2 separate regions of the Triticum aestivum genome follow, and region 2 is linked to region 1. The links are chromatin contacts, called in public Hi-C maps. All regions are on one chromosome and are shown on one strand. Each heading gives the region's core, a stretch centred on a gene start, on an enhancer-like site or on the middle of the called end of the contact. The rest is flanking DNA. Distances are from core to core; before and after follow the strand shown. Region 1 holds the start of LOC123112394. Region 2 holds the start of LOC123112395.

Region 1 (6,925 bases), core at 3,116-5,615:
CATACCTCAGAATTCAGCTCCTCCAGAACTAAACCAGGAACAGGATCAGGGCAGAATTCGTCCGGAGTGAAGTTGCAGAGTATCCTTGTTACTAGTGGAAGGCCAATCGACGGGCAGACCTGACACAAAATTCAAAACTTCAACTACACCACATCTGATAGTTAAATAGAAGATAAAATCATAACAGTTTAGCATCTTGTATCTTGGGAGTCATGCACGGTCACAGACCTCTTTCCTGATGGACTTCTCAAGAAGCATGTCCTTCGGGAGCATGAGAAGATCACTCAACTCATTGAGCAGCTTAAAAGAATTGGATTCAGCTCCATCTCTTCTTACATCACCATTTCCTCCTGCGCCTTGGCCATCCTTGTGAGAGTCATCACCGTCCATGCCAAACATATCCGTCAACAATCTGGACCAGCTTCCAACCTGAGGAGTCATTTCACGTGTCAACATTTAATGGTAGAATTTGTTTGGAAGGAGTGAACTAAGGTCGTCGAAATGCCCTATTCTAGTTTGTTCTTCGTGGAATTGAAAGCATCAAACCAAAACAATGTGGGTTCAGTCTGCATTTAGATACATACTGCATTCTTCAGCTGTGCGCCTGATCCAAAGCTTAAGTTGCCAGCTGGAATTGGCAGAACCCTGGAGTCAAGAATCGGATCGGATATTGGATCAGATGGTATCTCATTCTCTGATTCACGGAGGATGGCATTAAATAAAGCCACGTCTAAACGGGCTACACACTGCTCCATCACCTGATGATAACAGAACAGCTCATAAACACGTTTCAAAAGAATATTATTCTTTTCAAATGATGAAAGGAAACTTACAGCTTACCAGTTTGGCCAATACTGGTAAGCAGCCACACTCATGTCCACCAGCACGAAGAGGGCATATTCTGCTGAACACATCACAAAATGCAGTCTTCCAAAGATCAATAGAAAAAGTGGTTTGATGCTGATCAGCCAAAGAATGCCCTAACAGTTTCTCAACACTTGGCGTTGATGAATCCTCAACAGGAGTTTGCATTCGGGGTGTCAGTGCCTAGGAAGAGAAATACCGATCAGAATATTGACATACTGTATTGGAAATATTTTCCTAGTCATGTTTTACAAGTAGCAGGTCAAATTTACGGTTCTGACAAAATTGCCAGGATAAAATGAGGTGAACCTTACCTGCCACCACACAGACTCAACAATCCGAGAAAAGATCCAAGATTCAATCTTCTCTAATGCAGCCAAGACAGTGCCAGTTTGCTGCCAATCATCCGGAAACTGCATGATAGTAGGTCTAGCCTGCTTGCCACTGGAATTCATTTTCCATCGCATTGGCGGGGAATTCTTGTAAAGCTTTTTTGCATTACTGTTTCTGTTTGTAGTGAAAGCATTCATAACTGCAGGTGATTGGCTTGAAATGCCAAAGGTTTGTGCAATGATCTCTCGTAGGACAATTGTGTTCGATAACCAGAATGTCAACCTACATCAAAATTAGATTCTTAAATCAAATTAGCAGGAGTTAATACTCACGGCCATGTGCAGAATAAAGTTAAGACATACTATGACCCGTTTATTTACCTTGAAACATCATTGCCACAAGACTTTGCTACAAGCACAAGCCCAGAAATAGAGTTTTTTGCAACAGAAGCTTTCTTATCTGGGGACCAAAACTTTGATGCATGGATATATAACCTAGACAGACGCCGAGCTGGCGTATGCAGCTTATGTGATGAACATCCATGCTCTGGCATAATAGAGTAGAGAGAAACCTCAAGGGCAGCAACTTCACGAAGCTCTTGCTCCAGTTTTTCAATTTTTGATTCTAATTCCTCAATCTTCTCATCATTCTTCTCATATGCTACTGAGTTGTCATCATCAAGTATGTTCTGTTCAGTATCAGCAATTTCATCATCAGTGCCAGTACTCTGATCACATTTCGGAGCTTCGTCTAAGACATCAATTTCCTTTGCTTCTTCAATGGCTGTATCACTGGTCTCTACACCCTCAACGCCCTTATCATCAGTCGCTATAACCTCAATGGCCTTATCATCAGTCGCTACGCCCTCAATGGCCTTATCATCAGTCGCTACGCCCTCAATGGCCTTATCATCAGTCTCTACACCCTCAATGGCCTTATCATCAGCAGTTGTGCCCTCGGTGGCCTTATTATCATCGGCCCTGCCCTCGGTGGTCTTATTATCATTGGCCCTGCCCTCGGTGGACTTATCATGGGTGGCTCTGCCCTCAATAGCTTTATCATTTGTTTCCTCAGACACATCAGATGAAGGACAAGAAGTAACTTCCACAGTTTCTGGTCTTTGAACTTCAACAGTTTTAACACCATTAGCCACTTTGCTTGGCTTCGGTGCTTTGTTCGGACTATTGTTTGGTGAAATATATTGCAGCTTCTTGTTGACTAGACGAGTGGAATTAGTTCTGGCCAGACGTGGGCTGTTTGGCTTGGTGTCCTTTTTTGCTAGCTTCTTCGGAACCCTTGAGACTCTTTTCGCTTTAGTATCTTCATTGCTGTTAGACTCACCTTGAGATGAAAAGGAGTCTCTAGCTGCTTCATAGTCTGATTCAGCTTCCTTCCCTAGTTTAGCATCTCGTTCCACTTCCACATCAGTTGATTGGTCATTTCTCTCTTCCCCGTTCTCCCTAGCACCCATTTGAGTGTACTAGAAACTTGATACCTAGACAGAACATTAACAAAGTTAGTAACATGAGCAAATGCCTAGCAGCTTGAGTGAGCAATAGGCATGATAGAGAAAGTGACATCCAGGAAGGGCCATCATGATGATTATGCCATGGCAAGGGGCACATGGAAAACGATTGCATATAACGAGCTTTAACTGAAAAAAAATGTGAAGTTTGTGTAGACCTGTGCAGACAGTGCAGTAGAATTTCAGAGCAAACAAGTAACCTCCACTGTACTCAACATAAAATGCGGATTTCAGTAAGGCATTCACTTGACTAACTCATTTGTTACCGACTACCATAAGTAAGAAGCAATTGTTCATGCCGTAAAAGTGTAAAAGAAACTGGATCAAACAGCTAGTACTCTCTATCAAGCCTCGAGATCTGGACAGCTAGGCAAAACACACACCAAAAGACACATCTAACCAACAAAATTAATGCCCAACAGCAACAAGAGATTTCAGTACAGGTAATGTGTCTCCTAGTGCAATTCACTTGAGGGGGAGGGAGGTGGTTGGGAGGCACATGGCGGTGGGGCGCGGTGAGGGTGTACGACCGTTGGACTGGATTGCATTGGATGGAGAATGAGGTCCCGACTCCCAATTGGACACAAAGCTGTACCGAAACTGGACTACAGGGGAGATCTGACAAGCTGCACCAGATGTAAACTCGGCACTGTCGAAGTACTTGACTCTAAGAACAATGGACGCGTCCTAGTCGTTGCCCGGAATTTCCAGCCACCAGGCGAAGCAAGAGAGTATGCAAGTGCACTACTCCGATCCATATGGTTGCAAGCAAACGGCCACGGCAATCCACCACGAAGAAGTTCAAGAATGTCCAGGGGAAAATACAGTATAAGATAGCTGACTAACTGAATTTTACGAATGGACAGAGATTTTTTTTCTTTCTATCAGATAGCTGAATAACTGAATTTCACAAATGCGGACACCAACAGAACCTAAATCCGTATTCAAGATGCCTGGCCTAACGGAGCTCACCAGATGAGGTAGCTGCCATGGAAATTGCACACCCATTACAGGAACAGGAGCAAGAACAGGGAAGAAGGAATGCCGGATCCGCTGCCATGGTTATCTAGCACTGAATGGACGCCGGATCCCTTGCCACAGGCACATCGACGGAACTAGCTAGTACGAAGAGGAGAGAAGAAAGAGAAGAACCAATGCAGCAAAAGGAAATCTAGAACCGACCACTTCAGCACGGGAAACTCCCCACTGCGCAGCAGCAGGGATTCGGGGATGGGTTTTGTGGAGGGGGGTGGCGAGAAGGGGGGCAGAGCGGCTGTCCTCACCGGGGTTCTTCCTCCTGCAGTGGCCGCCTCGGTCCCTGCGACGCGAGCGGGAGCCGGGAGCCGCGAAACCAAACCAAACCGAGCGGTTGCTCCCTCCTCTGTTTCTTTTTCTAATAAAATGGCGACGCAGGGCTTAATGCCGAGCGAGCGGCACCGGGCGCCTCCCCGCGGGGTTGCAGGGGCGGCGCAGGAGCCTCGACTGTGCGCGGCGCGGAATGTTTGTGGGGGGCGGCGGCCGGCGTGGGAGGAGGAGACGGGACGGCGCACGCGGCCAGCGGTCACTTGCAGGGGCGATGATGCTGCGGCGAGGGGTGTCACAGGCGTGCAGCGCGTGTGGGGGTTGCGGTGGTGGGTTTGGGCTGGCGCCTGACGCTGCTCTCATATCACACGACGCGCGCTTCGAGGCCTGACGATCGGGTCGCTTCACCGCGCGGTGTGGTTAAGCGACCGCTTTCCGCCGGTCTTTTTCTTTTCATTTTCATATTTTTCAGGGCTGTTTGGTCGTCCATTCTTTTTTCTTGACACAGTATCAGACGCAATACATACACTCATTTTTTAGGGTAACAATACTCATCTCTATAAACGCACACACGCACATTAAAGCACCTTCGAGAAACTGAGCTGACATAAATGCGAGCATCAGGAGTTAAACTATGATTGACCAAGGATATCACTGTCTTTCTAACCATTCAATCATTCTTGAGAAAAAATATTGTGCTCTTAGTTTTACCCTAGGGGATCTTTGATCTTAGTTTACTGTATGCATACTGAACATATCCCATTCGAATGCCATAGCACGCTACAGGCGCGGGCGTGATGAGTCGTGCGCGGATCTGGCGCGGGGGCGTGGAGGCGAAGCGGGGCTGCGCGGATCGGGCGCAGTCACCGGTGCGCGACGGGGGTAGGGTGGCTCGCTGCTGCAGCGGGCGCCCTTGGCGGCGGTATGGCGGATCCGGCGAGTTGGTGGCCTGTGATGCAGCGGGCAGCGGCGGATCCGGCGGGCGTGTTGGGGTCCCTTGGCTGGCTTGGAGCGGCCGGATCTGACAGGCCTCGCCGGCCGGATCTGGCGCTAGGGCGGCCGGAGGCCCGGAGGTGACTGTCCCAAGCGGTTTGCGTGGCGGCCCCTAGCTGGGTGCGGCCGGATCTGGTGCCCTGGCGGCTAGGGGTCTGGAGGCGGCTCGGGTGGCGATGTGGTTGACGCCGCTAGCCGTGCGGACGAAGTTGTGGGAGATTAATGGCACCTTGCTTGATGTTGCATCCTCCTGTTTGGTGGTTTGGTGAGCTCAACGCTGCTGCGGAGGACGAGATGGTGGTGGCTCGAGGAAGAGGAATGGTGTCGCGGTGGTTGTTGCATCCTTCGTCGGGAGATGAATGGCCCGCATGCGTTGCATCCTCGAGAAGACGAATGGCGTCCTGCTTGGTTGCATCCTTTCGATAGGAGAAGAATGGCGCTGCTGCGGGGGTTGCATCCTTCGTCCAGTGGGGGATGTGGACGGAAGGTTGGAAGCATGTCGAGCTTGCCGAAGAGGTGAGGTTGGCCGTGGAGGCAGAGGTAGTGGTCGGTGTGTAGGCTGATCGGATTCTGGGCTCAGGCTATGTAGGTGGGACTGTCGGCAAAAGTCGTACTCCAGTTATGGCCAGAGTCGTCGATGGCGGCGCCTTCCGGTGCCGCTCCCTTGTTGGAGGCATCGATGTAGCAGCTCCCACCTTGCCTTTCACGACGTGCTCCGGGGAAAACCCTTGATCTAGTTTAGATCGGACGATGGTGGCGCTATTCGGCGTCGCTTTCTCTCTTGGGGCATCGTCCTGAAGGTGGATCCGGTCAGAGGGACTCGTGACCATCAGAGTCGAAGTTGCGCTGCCTTGTACTGGTTGGATGGTGTTTCATGGAGTGTAGTGTTGTTCTGCAACCAATAGGGTTGCTGTTTTTCTTTTTCTTTGATCTTCGGATTTTCATCATGTTATGTTTCGTTACTTCCTGCTAAATCTAAATCAAGCTAGCAATTTGCTGGATCTTTCCAAAATACAATTGGCATGATAGCCAGTAACAAGATAACACTATGTATATCCACGACAAAAGAAATATCACCCTGTGTATTAGTGTACGTGTGAAAAAAATCGCATTGTACGATCATGATCGCGTCACGAGTTGTCAAGTTGATCGCTAAATTATGTGTATTGCATATTTGTAGCGCTGCCATGTTTCTTGGTCAATTAGGTCTTACACGCATCTTCGTGCTAGACTTTTTTTCTTGAAAAGGTCAAAGACCATATATTAAATAAAGTCGGCCCTTGAAGAAATCAGCGCCACTTTCTTCTACATCCATCCACAGCGCGTCGTGAGCAAAATCCATTGCTACATCCAGGCCTTCGTCTCAACAGAACAATCTTGTTGAAACCAAGGAGTTTGAAGAAACAGTGGCCAGAAAACGCCGGTGTAGTGGCGGTTTTATGTGCTGAATTTGGGGGAAAATAATAGGGTTACAGACTTGTGCGAGAGAGAGAAGGGTATGCAGGGTGATTTGATTAAAATATCTCCAAGTGTCGTCTCTAGGTTGATTTTGTACCTAAACAAAGTAGGGTTTCTGTTTTTATCAAGTCAATTATGCATGTTCATGATTTATGGGGTTGAGTGAAAATTGTATTCCCTTGCAGACCCGAACCGGAGTTGTTATACCACTTTTACGAGGTGTTCAAAATCAGGCATACCATGCTGCAAGTTTATGTACCACGGGTGTAATTAATTCTTGAAGATTTAGGGACATGTCCCATTATGTACTGCACTCATGTTTTATTACTCTGCTTCACACTATTACTCATGTCATTAAGCATTGTATGACCCTGCAATGAAGGTGACTAAAAAATAATTATAATTGTTTCTTTTTGTGATGAAAATGATTATAACCATGCTCGTCGAGAC
Region 2 (6,925 bases), core at 3,258-5,757, 280 kb after region 1:
AGAAGGAAATCCAAGATTTCAATCAAATTACTATGAGAATTCACGCCGGGCGATAAACTATATATTTCACTTTCCCTAATGCTACCATGACGAAAGGTGGTTGGACCCGGCCACCTGGGTTTTATTAAACTTAATGTTGATGCTATTTTGATCAATATTTGCTTAGGGGTTCAGCTGGTGCAGTTCTAAGAGATGCTAGAGTGCAATTCATTGCTTGATTAACTTGAAAATTGATCGGTGCAATGATGCCCTGACTGCCGAGGCTCTAGCGCTACGATTTCGATTTGGCCCTCCTCTTGCGCAAAGGGAGGATTGTAATTGATTGTTATCATAGTCTTATTAACTGGAAAATTGATCAGTTTTTGACGATTGTTATCATAGCTCTTGTGATTTTTCCATCACTACTTTTGAATATGGTAATAGAGAAGCTAATAAGGTTCCTCATGAGTTTGCTAGATTAGCTAGATTTTCTGCAACCTATGATTTGTTTGAGGAGGCCATGACCAAAATTGCATCAATCTTAATACATGATGTAAGTGTTATTTTGATCTAATAAATTGGTTTTGTTATAAAAAATGAAGTATTCCTCATGAGAGATGGAAGAACCAAATTTCTGATGTACTAGAAACATAATCCCTCCGTCCCATAATTTAAAAGAATGTAGTGTCGCTGCGTTGCCAGTTTCCTCTCAAACCCTCTGCTACAATGCGAGAGAGGCGACAAGGAGGCGCATCCGGTACTTGGTTCTTCCGCCGGCGATCTCGCCGCTCCTCCACGCCTCCGATGGCCAGTTATTACGTCTCAGGAGGTGGGGAGGATCTCTGGGGTTCTGCAGGCATGTAGATAAGTTCCAAGAGACGCCTTAAGATGACGGCGACAACGTCGCGTCGGCAATAAGTCGCTCCGGCTCCGGCCGCGTCTCATCTGAGGCCAAATCTTTGACGGTGAGCTTGTGGGTGTTCAGTTCCTCCTACTCTTGTCTTGCTTCGGCCTCGTTCTTTCGGGCGATGTCGAGGAGTATGCAGGGGCGGGTGGCTTTTGGAGCGGATTTTGTCTGAAAGCGCAGCTGGATGCGGCACTAATGGCGTCCTGCTCAGGTTGGATGAAGTCGTTGGCTGGCATCGGTTCAAGGTCGAGGAGGAAGGGTTTGGCCGCCTTCTGCGAGGCGGATGGACGTTGTCCCCATGCCCGAGATCGAAGGAGCTCAGAGAGCGCGGCCAAGATGGTCATGCCTCCGGCCGAGAGGCCATTTGAGATCAGATCCTGCTGAGCCGGTGGCTACTAGAGCTCGTCAATGCCATTGTGCAAGGGGTTTTGGATATTTTGGATATTTCAATGTAGACTACATTCACAAATATAAGATGTTTTGGATATTTCAATGTGAACTACATGCAGACTGAAATGAGTAAACAAACACACTAAAACATGTCTATATACGTCCGATTCAGAAAAAAATTTAGCACATCTTGTATTTGTGAACGGAGGAAGTATCAGTTTGCTACTATAGGACGAGAACAAGTCGACAAATGAGGAGAATCAGCGTGGCTTTACATTTCAATGCCAATATGCCATAGTATTCACCTCATTCTTTTCTGCTTAGTTAGGTTCAACTCACGCCTTTTGCTCATAAAAAGCAGTATGGCACCATGCTTGCTAAAATCGGAATACTCAAATAGTCAAAAATCTTGCTGATATATCATCCGTCACAGAAAGCATTGATTTCGTGAAAATGTAAGTAATATTTTCTCAAGAAAGCAAGCATTTTCTGTAAACAAAGTTGCAACGGCAGTATTGATGCACATAGTACACACACTTCAAGGAAATTATTTGTGAAACTAATAAACCTGATGAATTTAAGTATTCATAATTGACATTTACACTAAGTGTCACAGGAAACAGAACAGACTGACAGTAGACTAGTGGGGCAATGAGGCATGACCAAGAATGTTCATCTGCAGTGATAGATTTCTGTCCTCGGAGTTTGTCTTTCCAACAAAGGCGACCCAGTTCATGAATTATTCCACCCACAATCTTTTGAGAAACCCATAACATCTTTAATCTATGTCCCACATGCTACCTTGGTTTCTTTCAATTTTATGCAGGGGCTCTGGGTATCACACAACAGGTTTGGGGCAAGTGCTATATACCAGATACTCAACTTGACCCCTCTGATCTACCAGTAAGAAGACATTCCACAAAATACCAGCTAGTTATTACAGCAGGATTCCATCTGATACAACACAGAAACCCTGAAACGGTCTATTCAGTTCGAGACCTCTCTTGCAGTCACACAATCGTTCCCCAACCACTTCTCCAACAGAACAAACTACCGTACTGGTTAACAGTTTACACTCCTTCATTGATCATAAGGAAAAAAGAAACAGCCATTCCCAGTGTCCTATGCCACTAACCACTACCTACAACATTGTTTAAGCATTATCTCAATGTTTTCATGTTTAGAATTGCTCATGATCTTGTGGACAAAGATAAACGAGATGGTAAACCATCTTGGGCATGGCACAAATATTTAGATAAACAAGTCACCTAAACTTAGGGCTTCTAATAATATGGACTCCTTCCGGGGTACAACGTACCAGAGCTCATGTAAGCCAACACGTGCGGCAGCTGGAGAAGAAAGCAACAAATGAGGCAAGGTCTCCTTGACATTGTACAAACTATGTAGGGAAGCTACTAGGATATCCTTAATATCATATACTCTTTGGTTGGTTTGGGAGTTGGAGTTGGCCTGTTATTTGTGTCAGGATAGTTATTTGCTAGTGTATCCTACAAAGAACACGCGTCTTATGTTATTTCGCCATCTCAGCAAGAATGGATAAACCAGTTTTGCCCTAATCCATATACCAGAGACGTGGCTAGCTGCGAATGAGCCCAGCCACATGCAAGTCGATGATTTCACTATATCCTTTTAGTCTTTTACCCTCTACCCTCGTGTCCTGAGACGCACTCACTCCTTTGCCTTCCTTTCCTCAATATGGCATAATACCAAACTAACTGCACAATGAAGTACAGATTAAGAAGAAGAGACTATTGTTCAGAGTTAATGGTGTCTTGGTAGTGATAGTGCATGTGTAGAAGGTTTGTGTTGAATAATTGATAGGCTAGTTGACATGAAACAAATCAATGCATGTATAAGCTCTGCAAAGTATGAACAGAAAGGAAAATAACTGCAGTAGATATACCTCCTGATTTTCTATCACACCTAACTAGCTACTAATCCAACAAGCAGAGCAATTTTACCGCCAACCATGCTGCCAAGAAATAGATGGGATCATACATCCTTCTAAGGATCAGCAACATTCAAGTGCATGACTGTTCATGGTACCTATTTTAACTCTGAGTTACACAACATGATTCATCACAATTTGCAACAAATGTAGAAACAACAGTCTACTTCAATCACACCAACCCAACCAATTGTTCATATTTTATCAAGTAGTAGAAATAAAGAACAAGCTTACAGTATGTGCTAAGCCTGATCATTTACTGAAGTAACACATTGCGTGTAACCTTTCTTCTATTGAGAGAATGTCCACTTATCATTGGAAAAGAAAAAGAGAGAGGCAATACCCAAGCCCCCCCGAAAGCAAACATCACTTGTAAGTTCTAACAAGCAAGCAACATTTCAAGCTGTTCAATGCGACAACTGATTTATTTATTTTCTGCAACAAGTCATTTCAGGCAAAGAGAGACAGGTACAATCGGTCCTAATTACGCTCGCAAAAGCATGTAGCAAATCATGCCCAAGGAAATAAATAAGGGATACACAAGACAATACAATGCAGAGGCATTTCAAAATGTTTGGGACACCACAGGGCATTTCGAAATGCATACGGTATCTGCCATCATCATCAGATAAATTTCAACAACAAAACAGAAACAGAAATATAGTGTTCCGCCCAGGTCCCATCAATATCAGATTGGTACATCACAAGTTCACAACCAACCCTTATTGGAAGCAAAACAGAACAGAAGCGACCTAGGCTTGGAGGAAGACCTGGGGCGCGCGCGCGCGGATCACTCGGACAGGGCGTCGGCCGAGGCGGAGGCGGCGGCGAGCTCCTGCTGCTGGAGGCGCTCGAGCGCCTTGTGGTGCGCCCAGGTCTCGAGGGTGAGGTCGGGCTTGGCGTTGAGCCCGACGCCGAGGATGACGACGGTGAGGAAGGAGGTGACGTAGCAGGGGAGCTCCCAGTCCTCCCACTTGCGCGACTCGCCCGGCGGCGGCGGCGTGCGGTTCATCGGGTACCCCTTGGGCCGCACCTCGTGGCCGGGCGTCGTCCAGCGGCCCCCGCCGTCGCCGTGCCCGCCGCGGAGGCGCACCGCCGCGCGCAGCCGCGCCCGCAGCATCCCTCCCGCCGCCGACGAGATCGCCCGCATCGTGCCCGGTTGGTGCGCGTGTGCGAGGTGGAGGATTGGAGATCGGAGAGAGAGCGAGGGGTCGCCGATTTGGGGGCTGCTGATCTGCGGAGACGAGGAGGCTGGCTGGGGTGTGGACGCTGCAGAGTGCAGAGAGTGGTGTAAGTGGGCTGGACTTGGTCAGTGAGTTGGGCTACGCTATGAAGAAGTGGGTGATCTTTAGTGGGCCGGAGGTTGGAACGTAGTAGTAGCAAGTAATATTTTCACTTATTTCTAAAAAAAAGTAATATTTTCACTTTGTCTAAAAAAAAGTAATATTTTCACTAAGGACTGCCGAAAAAAAAACTAAGGACTGCCAAAAAAAAGATGAGAATTCCCTCTCCAAATGAGATGTGAATGTGCTTCAAGCATATGTTTTTTCAATATTAGATTTGTGTGTCATTTACTACAGTACATTTACTCGGGTTGTTCACTCAGATACTATAGTTCTACCCTCTCCAAAAAAATTAAGAACTTTATATGTAAAAATGCACAAGAATATGCTTTAAGATTGTTTTATAAAAAATAGCTACACATGTGAATTATTTCCTAGATTTTGGTCGGCTCTTCACCTTGGTACTACGGCTGTTCTTTTGCGAGTCGCGATTTAATAAAGCTGGCCATATTTTTTCAACAAAAACTACTGTGCAACAGATGTTAGTTAATCTCAAATACTGATAAGAAATTCCTTTGTCAATATATCAGTAAAAAAAGTTCTAGAAACTTCTACGCTCACATCTGAAAAATGGATGATAGCTCCATCTACTTGACTTGGCTTTTCATAGGGGAGAAATCATTCTGGAGTATGACAAAAATAGGGCAAAACACAAGGTATTAATCAACTCTTTCAAACTGCCACAGCATACTAAGCTTCAATATTCGTCCATTTTAGGTGGAAGGTTCACTTGAACAAGTACTGACAAGTGCAAATCGGCTCACATTGAATCAGCTTTACAGTCTTGAATTCAAGAACAGAACACAGCCCAGCCAGGGAATCTCCTCCATATATGCAGACAGCAGAAATGAGTACAGCATGCTGTTTGGGATTGGATCGTTTATTTATACACTTCCCAAAAGAATACCCCATGTTTGCAGACAGCAGAAATCAACAAAGTGTGCTGTTTTGAATTGGGATCTTTTATTTAAAGATATGACACAAGAATCGTGGCTTATTCATCGTGGATACATGATACATATCGACATAAGGGTGAGATTCAGCTGGTCTGCTATTGAACATCCAGCGACTGCAAGTCGTGGAACGACAGCCCGTCAATAGTGGATGGCCGGAAGAGGAGCGGGTTAACATCCCACCCTTTCAGGCTTCCTCTCCACCATCTCATGCTGACATTGTCAACCTCCAGGCCTGAGATGTGCTCCAGCATCATACCGCCAGTCTTGTGCTTCACCATCTTCTGACATCCAGGTCTGTAGTCATACAGGCCCCCAGTGTAGTTTGTCCACCTCTTGTAGGTCAGGTCGACATTCTGGAACTTCAAGTTGCGAAGCAAGCCATGCTTCGATCCAGCCAGGAAAACACCGTTTTCTGATATTGATGAGATGTTGATGAAGCGAACATCTGAAATGGTGCCTTCTTTGGAATCAGGGTGCCTTGGACAGGTAGTGATGTAGATCGGTTCAGCTCTCCCCCACCATGAAGGATGGTAGTACCTAGTGCGCATTTTGATATTTGAAAATATCACATCACTAACGTTCCCTGCAAAATTATGTATCTCTAAATCAGGATGCTTAAATGACCCACTAATTAAAGCAATAGCTCAAAGTACAACATACTGTATGTAAAATTTCAAGGTGCCAAACCAATTCAACACTTTATCCAGAGACAAATTTAAGCCCAAGCACTACCTGTTAATTATTACCTATTGCTTGGGCTAGGAGGGGAGAGGGGGTGGTGCCCCCCCCCCCCCCTCCCGTGCCACAAAGTTGCAATCAAAATAGCAGCTTTTTGAAATAAGATATTCACTTATACCACCTAATAGTATGACGGTAGCATTGCTTTCGTGAAGCAAATTTGGTAGCTGATCGCTTAGCTAGCCACTCCTATAGTACAGGTCTTCTGATTTTTGGGAAAGTTCTATCCCCGATTTTAATTCTCAACTTCTTGTAAATGACATGTCTATCATTTGAGAAACAAAGTCTTATTGATGTAAAAAAAAAACCTAATAGTATGATGGTGCATTGGCAATTGCAAGCAAAAGATCAATACCTCCATTACGGATCTGCATTCCAAGTCCTCGATGTGAATCAGCTATAGTTATGTTATCAAAGAGCAGCTTCTCAAAGTTGAAAAAGCTTGCACTTCCAAATTTGATAGCGCATGATTTAGTACGGATCCAGCAATTTGTCGCTGTCAAGTTATAAACAGGCCCTGTGCTAGACTTCGGGCAGATTGCATCATCTCCGGTGTCTATGTGGCAATCGGCGATGATCGTGTTATTTGAATCCTCAATGTCAATCCCGTCATTGTTAGGAGTGTCAAAGTCCCCGTATATAG

Evidence for each region. Hi-C and Micro-C count contacts between places; a contact is called where the count stands out from the background.
Region 2: a Hi-C map of leaf shows a contact between it and region 1, with 3 times the contacts expected there. The contact joins the promoter of LOC123112395 here to the promoter of LOC123112394 in region 1. A contact is called at or near these places in 4 of 5 Hi-C or Micro-C datasets (leaf and an unstated tissue).

What each region holds. Positions count from the first base shown.
Region 1 is chr5B:450,861,292-450,868,216 of IWGSC CS RefSeq v2.1, forward strand. LOC123112394 reads right to left here and starts at 4,366. Exons shown (of 8, transcript XM_044533371.1): 1 at 4,006-4,366; 2 at 1,578-2,692; 3 at 1,179-1,479; 4 at 841-1,047; 5 at 585-758; 6 at 229-429; 7 at 6-119. The coding sequence starts at 2,668.
Region 2 is chr5B:451,144,247-451,151,171 of IWGSC CS RefSeq v2.1, forward strand. It overlaps LOC123112395, which reads right to left and starts at 4,508. Exons shown (of 1, transcript XM_044533372.1): 1 at 3,713-4,508. The coding sequence starts at 4,395. The coding sequence ends at 4,036. LOC123112396 (exopolygalacturonase) reads right to left here. Exons shown (of 3, transcript XM_044533373.1): 2 at 6,638-6,925; 3 at 5,533-6,127. The coding sequence ends at 5,640.